Linked DNA regions of Arachis hypogaea: region 1 is linked to region 2. Evidence: chromatin contacts called from public Hi-C data. All regions are on one chromosome and are shown on one strand. Each heading gives the region's core, a stretch centred on a gene start, on an enhancer-like site or on the middle of the called end of the contact. The rest is flanking DNA. Distances are from core to core; before and after follow the strand shown.

Evidence for each region. A called contact is a pair of places that touch in the nucleus more often than the background predicts.
Region 1: a contact with region 2 is called in a Hi-C map of leaf, with 4 times the contacts expected there. The contact joins the promoter of LOC112750710 here to the promoter of LOC112750708 in region 2. A contact is called at or near these places in 2 of 8 Hi-C or Micro-C datasets (both in leaf).

The regions. Positions count from the first base shown.
Region 1 is chr15:131,047,278-131,053,563 of arahy.Tifrunner.gnm2.J5K5, reverse strand. LOC112750710 (serine/threonine/tyrosine-protein kinase HT1) reads right to left here and starts at 4,991. Exons shown (of 3, transcript XM_025799528.3): 1 at 4,052-4,991; 2 at 2,632-3,087. The coding sequence starts at 4,414.
Region 2 is chr15:130,854,986-130,861,251 of arahy.Tifrunner.gnm2.J5K5, reverse strand. LOC112750708 (CASP-like protein 4A3) reads right to left here and starts at 3,060. Exons shown (of 3, transcript XM_025799522.3): 1 at 2,339-3,060; 2 at 1,392-1,527; 3 at 678-1,079. The coding sequence starts at 2,784. The coding sequence ends at 885.

The sequences.
Region 1 (6,286 bases), core at 3,742-6,241, 190 kb before region 2:
AGGACTTTCTATCTAACGAAATAAAAATTTAAAAACTAATTTAATAATTAAAATTTGTTGAAGACTAAAGTATACAACTAAATTTTTTAAAGACTGATTTGAAATTACTCTTATAAATCAACCAGTACACCTCAAAATCAACCACCAGCAGTCATTATGCATTTTTAAATTTAGATCAATATCCTTTAAAGTGAGAGAGTTAGTAAAGTGATGAAGTGAAGAACTAATCACTATTAAATTAAGATAGTGAGACTTACATGCAATGAGAGTTGCAAATTCAATGAAAATTAAGTTCTCATTTTATCACTTTATTAATTTTTTCACCTTAAATATCTAAATTCTTTAAATTTGCATATATGTTGTGAGAGAGGATAGAGAAGTCCTAATAATAAAACCATAAAGCTAGCTAAAATATATCAAAAATTGCTACAAGAATTTAATTTGCATACAAAACTTCTATGTAGTTATCTGAAACTCTGTCACGAGTAAAGTATTTGACTGTCACACAGCTAACTTTAGAAGTCTTATAAACAACCACCTGAGTGATGATAATAAAACACTTTTACATATAACAATTAAACTATTTATAACAATATATAAAAACAAATTTTGAAATACGGTTTTATAGAAAAGTTTATGGGATTCTTTAGCAAAAACATTTACAGATCATGCCATTGGATGGATGATAATATAAAACTTAAGTGTATAAAAATCGATCTCAAACATATATTATGCCTTGTGGTTGAGTTTAACTAGTCCCATGTTCAGAAGTCAGCACATTAACTTATCCAAAAATAGAAAATTAGAAATATAACCCTCTTGATGCAAGTGTATGCATACTTTATAGTATTTTATAAAGGTTAAGATCCGAAGTATATCTTTTGGATATTTGTAGCATGCGCAAAGGGAATGAGCATGAATAGTTGGAAAGGACTAATATATATAACACCCCCGCCCCCCCCCCCTCCCCCCTCTTCTGCCCCTCTCTCTCTCTCTCTCTCTCTCAAGTTACTGAGTAAAAATCTTTCAAATATACATAAATGTATTAAAAATGTACACATATTAACTAAACTTTTTATTTTAAAAGATTTTGTATTTTCTATAAAAGCTTCTTTAAAAAAAAAAAAGAAGACAGAAAAGTTTCACCAAAATCAATAATTTCAATATATACCAAAATAGCATTAATGAAATTAATTATATGACACTTTGTTTTCTGGCGTTCTGTGCATGTGACAGGAGGGAGTGGTAGCCATCATTGTTGATTTTCTCATAAATATTGATACATGGCACATACCAAATTTTTTAATGTTTTGGAAAAGTTCAAGAACCATCTTAAGATGTCAGGCAAAAATAGATAGTGAAACATCGCAATCTTTTCTGCGGTGTGTTTGATTCAGTTTTCCCCTGATAAAAAAACCAATTTCTTTTCTAATAAAAAATCACTTGAGTTATGACATATTTACATGAAAAAAAAAAAAACCTAGTTTCACAAGACGCCAAACAAAACAGTTTCTAATAAAAATTAATTTTCAATTATTTAATTATATAAATAAATCAAATTGTTAACTTCTTGTTTTTTTCCCTAGAATCCAAAACATAGGCACTCTATATATTTGGTAGCAATTCAATCCAACGTTGTTAATTGAATGTGTCTTGCTTAGATAAGCAAAGGAGCTATCTTATCAGAAATCAATAATCATGGCCACATGCTCCACTCTAAATATTGTAGACAATGCATGATTGTTGCCCACCCTTGCCCCCACGTTTGAGAAAGATCCGGGACACATTAACCATCAAGGTCCTACTCAAATGCATGCATAGGACATGCATAACAGATAATTAAAATGTAACATATAACTATACATGCTAAATTAATAATTGAATTTGACAAAGTATTATTGGCAAAACAAGTTCATGCATATTCAAGGCTAAATAAGAGTTTAATCATTTCTATTTCTTGTCACTGTAAAGTTCCTATATGTTGACATTCAATGAGAATATGAGATGGTATCATCTAGATAAAAAACAAAAATTGTTTCTTTTTGAGAGTAAATATGCAAGTTATCTACTTTTGTTTATGCAATAACACCTAACTGAATATGTATATAAGAGAATTTTACACTTACGGTGAATATATATATACTCCTATATTTTATAATATCACTCTCCCCATGAGTTTTTTGGATCGTATGTATGTATGAATTTATAGTAAAAAAGAATGACATTATCAAAATAGAAGTAACAATACCCATATCCATGTATATATATATAGATCATGTTGATTTTCAACCACGGCATCAATGAAATTTGTATTGCATGTTTTAGCACAAAAGTTAACAAAATATTTAATTTGGTCTTCAGTAGTCAACAGCTTTAATCAGTTATAAAACACTCTGAGTTAGTAGTTCTGATAAACATGTACTCCTCTACCTGTGATTTGGGACAATTAGTTGATACTAATATGTCTAAAGTCAAACAGCAAAGAAACAAGCCAATTTTGTTCAAACTTCACAGCATGGATGCTATAAGCCTTTAGAGGTGATTAAGTATATTAATCATCTGATATTTATTCTGTTAACTCAATTAAGAATATGAATGATACAATTAAGTAAATTCTGATGCAATATATACCTTGTGGGAAACTGCAAATGCAGCTTGCTCTGGTGTCATGTTTTCAAATGGTGTCTGTCCTGTTAAAATCTCCCATAGAACTATGCCAAAACTATAGACATCAACTTTCTTAGTGTGATGCTTTTCTTTGATCATTTCCGGAGCCATCCACCGGTAAGTTCCGGTGAATCCTTTCGCGCTACCACACTGAGATTCCAAGCAAGAGATACCAAAATCTGCTACTTTTACACACATATCTTCCCCCAGAAGCAGATTTTCTGATTTGAGATCCCTATGAAGTATCCCCTGAGAGTGAAGATATTGCATTCCCCGTGCAATGTCAAGGGCTAATTTCAGAACAATTTCAAGTGGAACTGAATTTGATTGTTGCTGATGCAGATATTTTCTCAATGATCCGCCGGCTAAGTATTCGGTAATTATACAAAAGACAGGAGGTTTCTTGCAGGCTGCAATAAACTGTAAGATCAATAGAATGTCAATAGCTGATTGAAAATGTATAATAATCTAGCTATTATTCAGCAGCTGCAAATTTTTAAACACAAACAATGCATTCTACTCTCATGAATAAGAAACTGCCTTTTAGAACTATGTAGTAGTAAGAATTAAACCAAATTAGAACGCAATACTTCCCAAAAATAAAAAATAAATAGTACTTGATCAAGAAGAACATCCACATAGACACTGCAATCTATTCGATTCCGTGCATTCGGGAAAACCCTAAATAAAGATGATTATTAATCTCTTGTTCAGTTTTTCAGACCGATGAAATGGAACAGAACAGAAAAGGACTTGTTTGGCAATTTCAACTATTACAATCAGAAATGTAGTAAATCCCTATCTACCACTCAATTCCTCTTCTAAGATAATAGATTCAATCTACCAAGTTAATTACTTAAAGGTAAAACTATATCGTAGTCTTCAGAAGATTTCAAATTACTCAATTAGTAAATAAAGACAATAACATCAACAACATGGACAGAGAATCCAAACTCCAAAAGTGATGCTTCAGCATTGAACCATCAGAAAGAAATTCAAAGTTAGCTACCCCAAAAAAGAAGACTTATCCACAATTAGACTAGACTCCAAATCATCAAAGTCATCATCTTCAATAGCATGAGAATCATATCTCGAAGCTACAAAGACTTGTCATTGGTATTATGCATGCGGTCCTACGTTCAAACGTGATCCCCGTCATGTAACATTCCTTATTCTTAAAAGAGCAAGAACAATAAAAAGCTTGCGTGCTTAGAGGGAGTCCAAACCCGGAGAAACTCAAATTAAGGAATTATATAGTAAAAGAACCGCGGACTGCCTGATAATTATATTAGTGGCTGTTTCCACGTTTTAAACTCATAAAAACCTTGAGAGAACAATAAAGAGACAACTCAGCGGTTGCTTAACACAAAAACAGAAGACTCACAGTGAGGATATTGGGATGGCGCAAGCGGAGGAGCAAGGAGACCTCAGAAGTGAATTGTTTCTCAAGAAAAGAAGCAAGATCCTCATCCTCCTCAGGCAGGCTTACAAGCTTGATGGCCACATCCTTCTGCTTGTATACACCTCTGTAGATCCTGCTGTGCCTTCCCGTGGCGAACTTGGAACCAATGAGAAGCTGAGACATGTCAGCACTCCATTCCTCTTCGCCTTCTCCCTTGATCGCCGCACCCGCCGACACCAAGTACTTCGACCATGACACCGCCCTCTTGTACTCCCCAAGGGACAGCCTCCTCCCTGACGACCTCATGCTCCCATTCCCGTTCCCTTTTTGCTTCAACCAATGCATATTCTTCTTATTAGTACAAACCACTCACTCCTCAATACTCAATACTGCTCGCCTCAAAACTTGTATATACAAAAACAATCAATCGGAATTGCAAAGAATCAAAATTATGAATAAAGGTATTCAGTTTTTTTTCTTTTTTCTTTTTTTTTTAAAGCTGAGGAATGCAGATCCGGAAGAGGAGAAAAGATATAAAACGATTGGAGTTTTAAACAAATGCAGCAATTTGGAAGGTGGCTAAGTAATGGTTTTCAATTTCATGGGTTAATAATAAATAAACGTAGTTGTTCCTGAGATAAACTACATTTTACGGATACTGATAATGGTTTGGTCTCGTTGAAGGTCATGGAATCACGACGAATCTATGAAGAGGAGAGAAGAAGAAGATGACAATAGAAAACCAGGACCAAAGACGGAAACAAAAAAGCTCACAACGCCTTGCGGGTATTTTAACCAAAACGAAGAAGAGTAAAAATTAAAAATTAAAAAAAATTAACGACAGAGGATTTCCCTCAGAAGAAGACAGATTGAGATAAAGTTTTCTTTGTAGATTTCCAACTTCCAATTGGGTGCTTGCACCAGGAAAGAGAAAGAAAGTAAGGGAGGGTGTAATAGTAATAGACCATGACCCTTTATTTGGATTTGGATAGCTAAAGCAACACTTTATCCGATAATCAATTAATCAACTAATAACTTAAATTAAATTAAGAAAAATACTACTGATCTTTTAAAATGCAGTCATTGTCCAATTTTTTTAAGAATTTATTATTATAATATCTATTTTTATATATTAGTTGTTTAAAGAATTAGAAAAATTATTTATTTTTTATTTTTTTTAAATTAAGCAAAGGACAATATTTAAAAGAGACCTAATTACACGGTTAAATTAAACATAGTATATTTATATTTTTTTTATGATTTTAATTTAACATATATTTACTTGTTCGAAGAGTGTTAGGAGGAGAGATTGAGATTTAAAAACAAAGATTAATAACGAAAATTAAATTTAAGTCTTTATATTATTTTTTATATAAAGTGTATAAGATTGAGTTATCTCACAATATCTTGTTTAGTTTAAAATAAAAATAAAGACTTAAATAAACGAGTACCAAAAATATTCTTACTAATAAAATCATACTCCTTTCTCTTTTTCGATTTTTTCTTTTCTCTATCTCTTTCTCAAGCTACATTTAGGCGTTATGCCGTACCGCCTTGTTTAGGTACCGTTGTGTTGTGCATTATTTCTCTCGCGCTCTCTTGAGTTACAATTTCGCGTCGCGTCATGCCGCCTATGTTCGGACTATGCCTTCGTGTTCAGGTCGGTCATGCTATCTTTATTTTCTATTGTGTTCGTCGCACCGCCTCAGTTCTAGTTTAACACTGCCTCAATCTCTCTCACTATTCTTCTCTTTTTTTTTATTCTAATTTTAAAATATTCTTATTTATGAGTTGATTGATATATGTTGATGAGATTGTTGTTGTTTTTGATATTATTGTTATTGTTGGTGGTAAAATTTAGTAATGGCAGAGGTGTGGTAGTGGGATGAGAGGTAAAGTGGAATTAGAGATGAAAAATAAATTTAAAATATGAAATTTTGAATGAAAGCATTTTAATAATAAAATATTATTAAAATTTTAATTTTCATTTTTAAAAATTTTAATCTCTTGTGTCCTTATTTTCTGGACGTATTGAAGGAACTAAAATTTTAGAGGAGACTGAAATTTTAGTTTTAATATCTAATTACCAAACACAATAATAATTTTCAATCTTCTAATTTTAGTCTCAATATTTCTTACCAAATGCTACCTTATGATAATAAAAGGAGTTAGGAATATTCAACGTGTTTTTGTTTGATTTTGAAAAATAAATAAAAT
Region 2 (6,266 bases), core at 1,811-4,310:
CATAGAAAAATACCACATTGGCAGGACCAACAAAAATCCACCTAAATTATTTTGTCGTTGTTAAAAATATTTTTAAATTTTATTATCGATAAAAAAATTCTCAAATTATTTAAAAATGTAACAAAAATACACATTCTTAAACTGAAATATCTTACATTAACAAAAAAAAAAAAGTGATATAACAAATGCAATTTCTTATGTAAAAAGATTCTGGCATCGCCAACACGTCATATTTTGACGTTAACGGAGCAAGTCTTTAATCATGATTAGGTATTTTTGGCACGTTTTAAAATTATGAAAATATTTTTGTCAATAATAAAATTTAAAAGTATTTTTGTCAATACTAAGATAATTTGAATACATTTTTTGTGGTTTATCTCCAAAATTAAACAAACTAAAAATCAATCATCAAATTAGTTCATATATTATTTAATTTATTTTTAATATATATTTTATATTTCAATGTATATTCTATATAGATCACTAATTTAATAGCCGGTTTTTGTATGTCCATGTAATATAATTAGTTTTTTATCTATCTGTTGAATGGGAGCGGTCAAACACATTTAGATGTATTTTAGATAGATAATATGTTAGTTTTCGGGTTTGGCATTAATTGAATTTCAGTTTCAGTTTAATTTAATTGTTTAGTTATTCAATTTAGTTTGCTCTTTGAATTGGGAGTTAAATAAGTCTACTTTTTTACAAGAAAGTTACCTTCTCCACCCTTGCTTTTGAAAGACAAACAATAGTGGAATTGTATCTACACACATCATCCTGTACAGCGAGCATCAACATTTTTTTTGAAGGCACATTCCGACACAGGAAAAGGGTAAAAAGCAACACAGAATTTCAGTACACGAGAAGACTAACTATTATTAAGTTCACATGGAGCTGCGGGTACAAAGAATGTACCCAGAGATAAGTGAGCTAATAGCAAAGGCAACAAAACCAAGGAATGCCATACTAATTGAGGCACTTGCCATCTCTGTGAACTCGTCTTTCCCCCAATTCGATTGCCAATCATCGACCCGGGTGGCTGCACATGATGATGCCGATATCAGAAGATATGCTAAAACCTGCTCATCAATTTTTGCAGATATATTAATTTTCAAAAAGTAAAGGCTTTGGTTCTTGCTGTGAAGGAAAATTATGTACACAGGAATCAGAGAGTTATGCATCAAATTTCACTAAATGCAAGTTATAGTATAAATATTGCATTTGAATAAGAACTTGGACATAGAAAGGTACTCATTATCTATCAGCTAATTGGGTAATTGTTAGAGGCCTACTACATATATGGTCACATATATTATTCAAATCATAAATATTCTTAAGTAACAATGAGAAACTGAAAGTCCAAACTAAAGGTGAAGAATCTCATGACTTGCCTGATCAACAAAGAAATCAAAGTGGGAGCGAAGGTGGTGGTTGATCATGTGTTTCCCTGTGACTAGTTGATAAACCAGATCAAATGCTTGTAATCCTGCATATGCAAATGCGATGATATTCACAGATAAGCAGTACCTGCCATATCATTAAGGCTTAATCATCACATGTATCCACTACTATAACAAAAAAAAAAAAAAAAAAAAGATGGTAGGATAAACTGACTCAGAAAAACCATGTCCAAAAACAAGTAGCAGAAAGGAAGTATAAGCGACGGTTTAAAAGACCAAATTATGATACATAATTAGGCTGTAAATTCTAAGTATTGCTTTACAATTAGAATAACACCTATAATAATGGCTCCCTAAACCCCTCACACTCAAGATCGAACACTTGTAGCATACACTATACTAGAGACTCCATGTGTGCAGGTGGCCCAACAGCCCCAACTTACAAACACAGGGTGGCTTTGATATTATATTAGAATAGCACTCACCGATTCAAGACTATATCCTCACATGTGAGACTTCTAATACCATCAATGGGTTTTAGGTACCATATAGAAACTCAGAAGTATGTTCAAGGATAACAAAGCTTGTATGAATAATTTAACCGGGGAATTAATATTATCTAGTATTTGTCTATTAGAGATATAACCATTTATGTGCATCCTCCTGTCCGCTTAAACATTTAGGAGAAATGATATCATGATAGCCGAACATATTTCTTCCAATAATCCATACCAATATCATTAAATAAAATTTGAATCTGGTCAAAGCAACATGAATTGGACTAACTATTATCAGTACTGAAAATCCACTGAACTTAACTGAACTAATCTGGATCATTAAGTTCTTGCCTATATAACTCTTATGCTCTAATCATTATTGAAAAGAGAATTAACAATTGTTATAATAATAAATAATTATAATAAGAAAGTTGGGAGTACCTATATTCCTTATAGCGATCAAAGGAATCGCCACTCCAACCCTGAGTCCTATCGGAAGCCATAACCGAAAACGAGATCAGGCACACGACAACCTCGCTCACCCGGAACCCTAGCGCCGCCTTCCTCAACGCCTCCTCCCTTCTCCACTCCCCCTTCGACTCCCTCTGCGGCGGCATAACAGGAGGCGGTGGTGGCGCGGGAACGGCCGGCGAATGATGCGGCGGATTCTGGCGCCTCGTGGATTTTTCGGGAGTGTACTGTGTGAACTTGTCGACGGCGACGATAGCCTTGGAATTGTCGAAGGGCTTCGCCGGCGATTCCTCCGACGACCAGTATATCGGCGATCCCTGCGTGTTGGCGGCATCCCACCGCGGTGAAGTGTGGAACGGGACCGGCGACTCGAACTTATTCGACGACTCGGAGTTTTTAGAGAGCGATTTATTCATCGCGGTGATGCTGCGTTCTTTCTATTTTGTTGCGATTTTCAGTTCCCTGCGCTTCGCGGATTTTCAAATGAGATAAAAGAAGCAAGGAAAAGAAGGAAGGGAAATGGAGTTATAGAGAGGTGGAAAGAAGAAAAGTTCAAAAAAAGAGATCAAAAGAAGAGAGATTAAAGAAAGATAGAAAGGAAAAGGAAAAGGGTGTTTGGGTGGAGAGAAAAGAGAAGAGAGGGAAAAAGAAAAACTAGGAGTTAAGGGATTGTGTTTGTGTGTGGCTTCCTTTAGTGTGGGCCGTGCCACGTCATTGCATTTTGTTATGCTGAGGAAAGCTTAGCATATTACTTTTATTAAAACCAATTGTTTGTTGCCATGTGGGTCAATCACTTGGTAATTGTAGACTTATAGTAGGGTGGACTATTTACTATTGGTTCAGTTCTTGATTTGATTAGTGAGGGTGCATGGTAGGAAAGGTTTTACTTCCGCATTGGATCGGAAGCTTGAGTTGTTTTCTTATCTTGCATGTAGTACTATTTGGGATTTGACTTTAGTCATACTGGCACTAACTTCAATCAAGGTGGCAGATAAAAGTACATAATCATTCTTTTATCTTCCGAAAATCTATACCGAGATAATAATGAGATGAATCGATGATAAATGTACTCTCTATTTGGATAAATTTTTGAAAAAAAAAAAAATCAAAATGTAATTATTTCTTTTTTTACAAAATTGTGATAATAAATAGTTTTTTTTTATTAAAATCAGATTTTAGATTATTTTGATTTTATAAAAAACATTAATTTGTAAAACTATTTTTTTAAAAGAAAAATCAGAAATACACAGATGCCATGTATCATAAATGTATGTCCCATTAACTAGTGGAAGTGTGTAACCAATTATCAACTTAAATCTAACCCTTGAGCCACACGAGTGTGGCCTAATAACTTAAATATGTCTGATGTAAGTAAGTAGGGCTTGCAATTCATACTCTACTCGCGAGTATTCAATTTGGTCCAATTCATTTGGGTAGGGTATGCTATTCGACTCGTTGTAGGTAAGATAGGATACGGGTTTAGGGTATATCCTACCTTACTCTATTCGCACTTCATATATAACACATATTTTATTAAAAAATAAGTATATAGTGAAGGAATTGAAAGTTGAACCTACAACCTCTCCTATGTAATGAATTATAATAAGTGAACAACTACTAAACTAGTTAGTTAATTTAGTAATTTAGAGCATTAGTTTTTTATTTTTTATGTTATTAATATGTATAAAATTTGAAATGATTGAATTTTATATTTACTTTAAAAAAATTTGATATTTCTGCGGGTCGGATAGAGTAGGGTAGGGTTTAGAACTTTAGGGTGCATAGTAGGGTTAGGGTTGAGAGATTCTCAACCCGCGAATAGAGTAGAGTAGAGTTTTAATAAAATTTTCAACCTGCGCGTAGGGTTAGAGTAGAGGCCAAACCCTACTCTACCCTACTCATTGCCAGCCCTATAAGTAAGAGGAGTAAAATATAATTTTTAATATTTTAAATATTTTATTTAAATTTTTAATATTTTAAAATTGTTATAATGTTATCTGATTATTAATTCTATTAATAATTTTGTAAAAAAGATGCCATGTAGACGTTATAATTCATTGTGACAAATTAATCTCATATTACCAATAGTAAAAAAAGTAAAAAATTAAATAAATAAAAGAAAAAGTAACATTAATATATGAGTGAACAAAATATAATTAAAATTTTGTATTATTAGTGATATTTATTTATTTATTTATTTAATTTTACATTTTTTTTACTAATAGTAATATAGGATCAGTTTACTAGAGTAGATTACAATGTCTACATGTGTATTTTCATCATAAAATTATTAACAGAACTAATGATAAAATAATATTATAACCATTTTAAAACAAGAACTTAAATAAGATATTTAAAATGTTAAAAATAACTTTAAATCTTAAAGATTTAGTCCAAATATTGTTAGAAATAAAAATAATACTTTGATCCATTTTATTTCAAGTATCAATTATACTTGTGTATATACTCTTATAACTACTTAGAATATTTTTTATTTTACTTTTTATTTTCAGATTCTAAAAATATTTGTTAAGACAATTTGCTAACAAGTCTTCCTAAAATTATCAATTTAAAAAAATATTGAAAGAGTATGCAATTTAAAATTTTAATACATTTATTATATATTTATTTTTGTAAAAATGAAAACTTCTAATAACAATAATTTTAACGAGTATCCTAAGAAAACCATATGCATACTTCTCTTCCAAGTTCCAATTACTACCATCATAGCTCCCAAACAAGTTAGACTTCCCTTTCCTTCATCGCCGAAAGAAGACTTTCCTTTCCTTCTTCCCCCAAAAAATATTTAATTACATTATTAACCACCAATTCTTTGCAATCCACTTATAAACTGCCCAGATCTTTCTATAATGCTCCCATAATAAGTTGCTAGATTAATATAATGATATTTGTTGTCATTAACATCTAAAGATAGAATAATGGAAGAAAATAAAGGAAATCCATCCGGACCAACAAGCTTTACAATTTAGGGGTGGCAACAGTTAGGGTAGGGTATGTAGGATTTGGATCTAACTCTAATCTTACATGTGGGTTAAGATTTTTATATAAACTCAATTCTATTTTATTTATGGATTGAAAATATTTTAACTCTAACTTTCCTAATTCTTAATCTAGGGATACCTAATCCTATCCGTGAGTTATAAAAAAAATATAATATTATTATATAACTTAATGATAATTTAAAATAGAACTGATTTTTATGTAAAAAAAAATATATTAAATTATTAATTAATAATCTTCTCTTAGTGGTAACAAATCTTTTGTATTTAATGAAAGGTCTTTGATTTAACTTCCACTTAAACATATTTTTATACAAATATATAGCATATACATATATAGGATGTGGGCAACGTCAGGTAGAGTTAAAGTTCAACTCCCACCCTATCCAACCCGTACGAAAACCCTATCCGTTGCGAATTGGATTGACAATCTTACCTGACCGGATTAGATCGAATTGGATACCCGCGAACACAGTATATGTTGCCACCCTAATTATAATGTAGTAGTAAAGTAATCAGATTTCTTTCACTAGTGGGACTATCTTTAGCAACTTCCTCTAAAATATAACCCACACTATCTACCGGAAAAGCTACCTCCTACAAACTTTAGTACCATTTACACATATAAAATCAATTATACGACACAACGTGCCAAATAATGTAGTTCTAGCCTTCTCACAGGATACCTTTTGTTCTTTACTCCACCAAAAACGCTCTTTAAGTTTATATAGAAATCTTCATGCAATGGGCAACAAAAGCATCTTTCTCCCCAACTTATCTTGAGGTACCTTTTCATGAAACTACAATTTATTGAATAAGGTACTATTTTAGCTCAAGATTGATTTATTAGTGATGCGGAGGAGCTAAACTTGATCCCA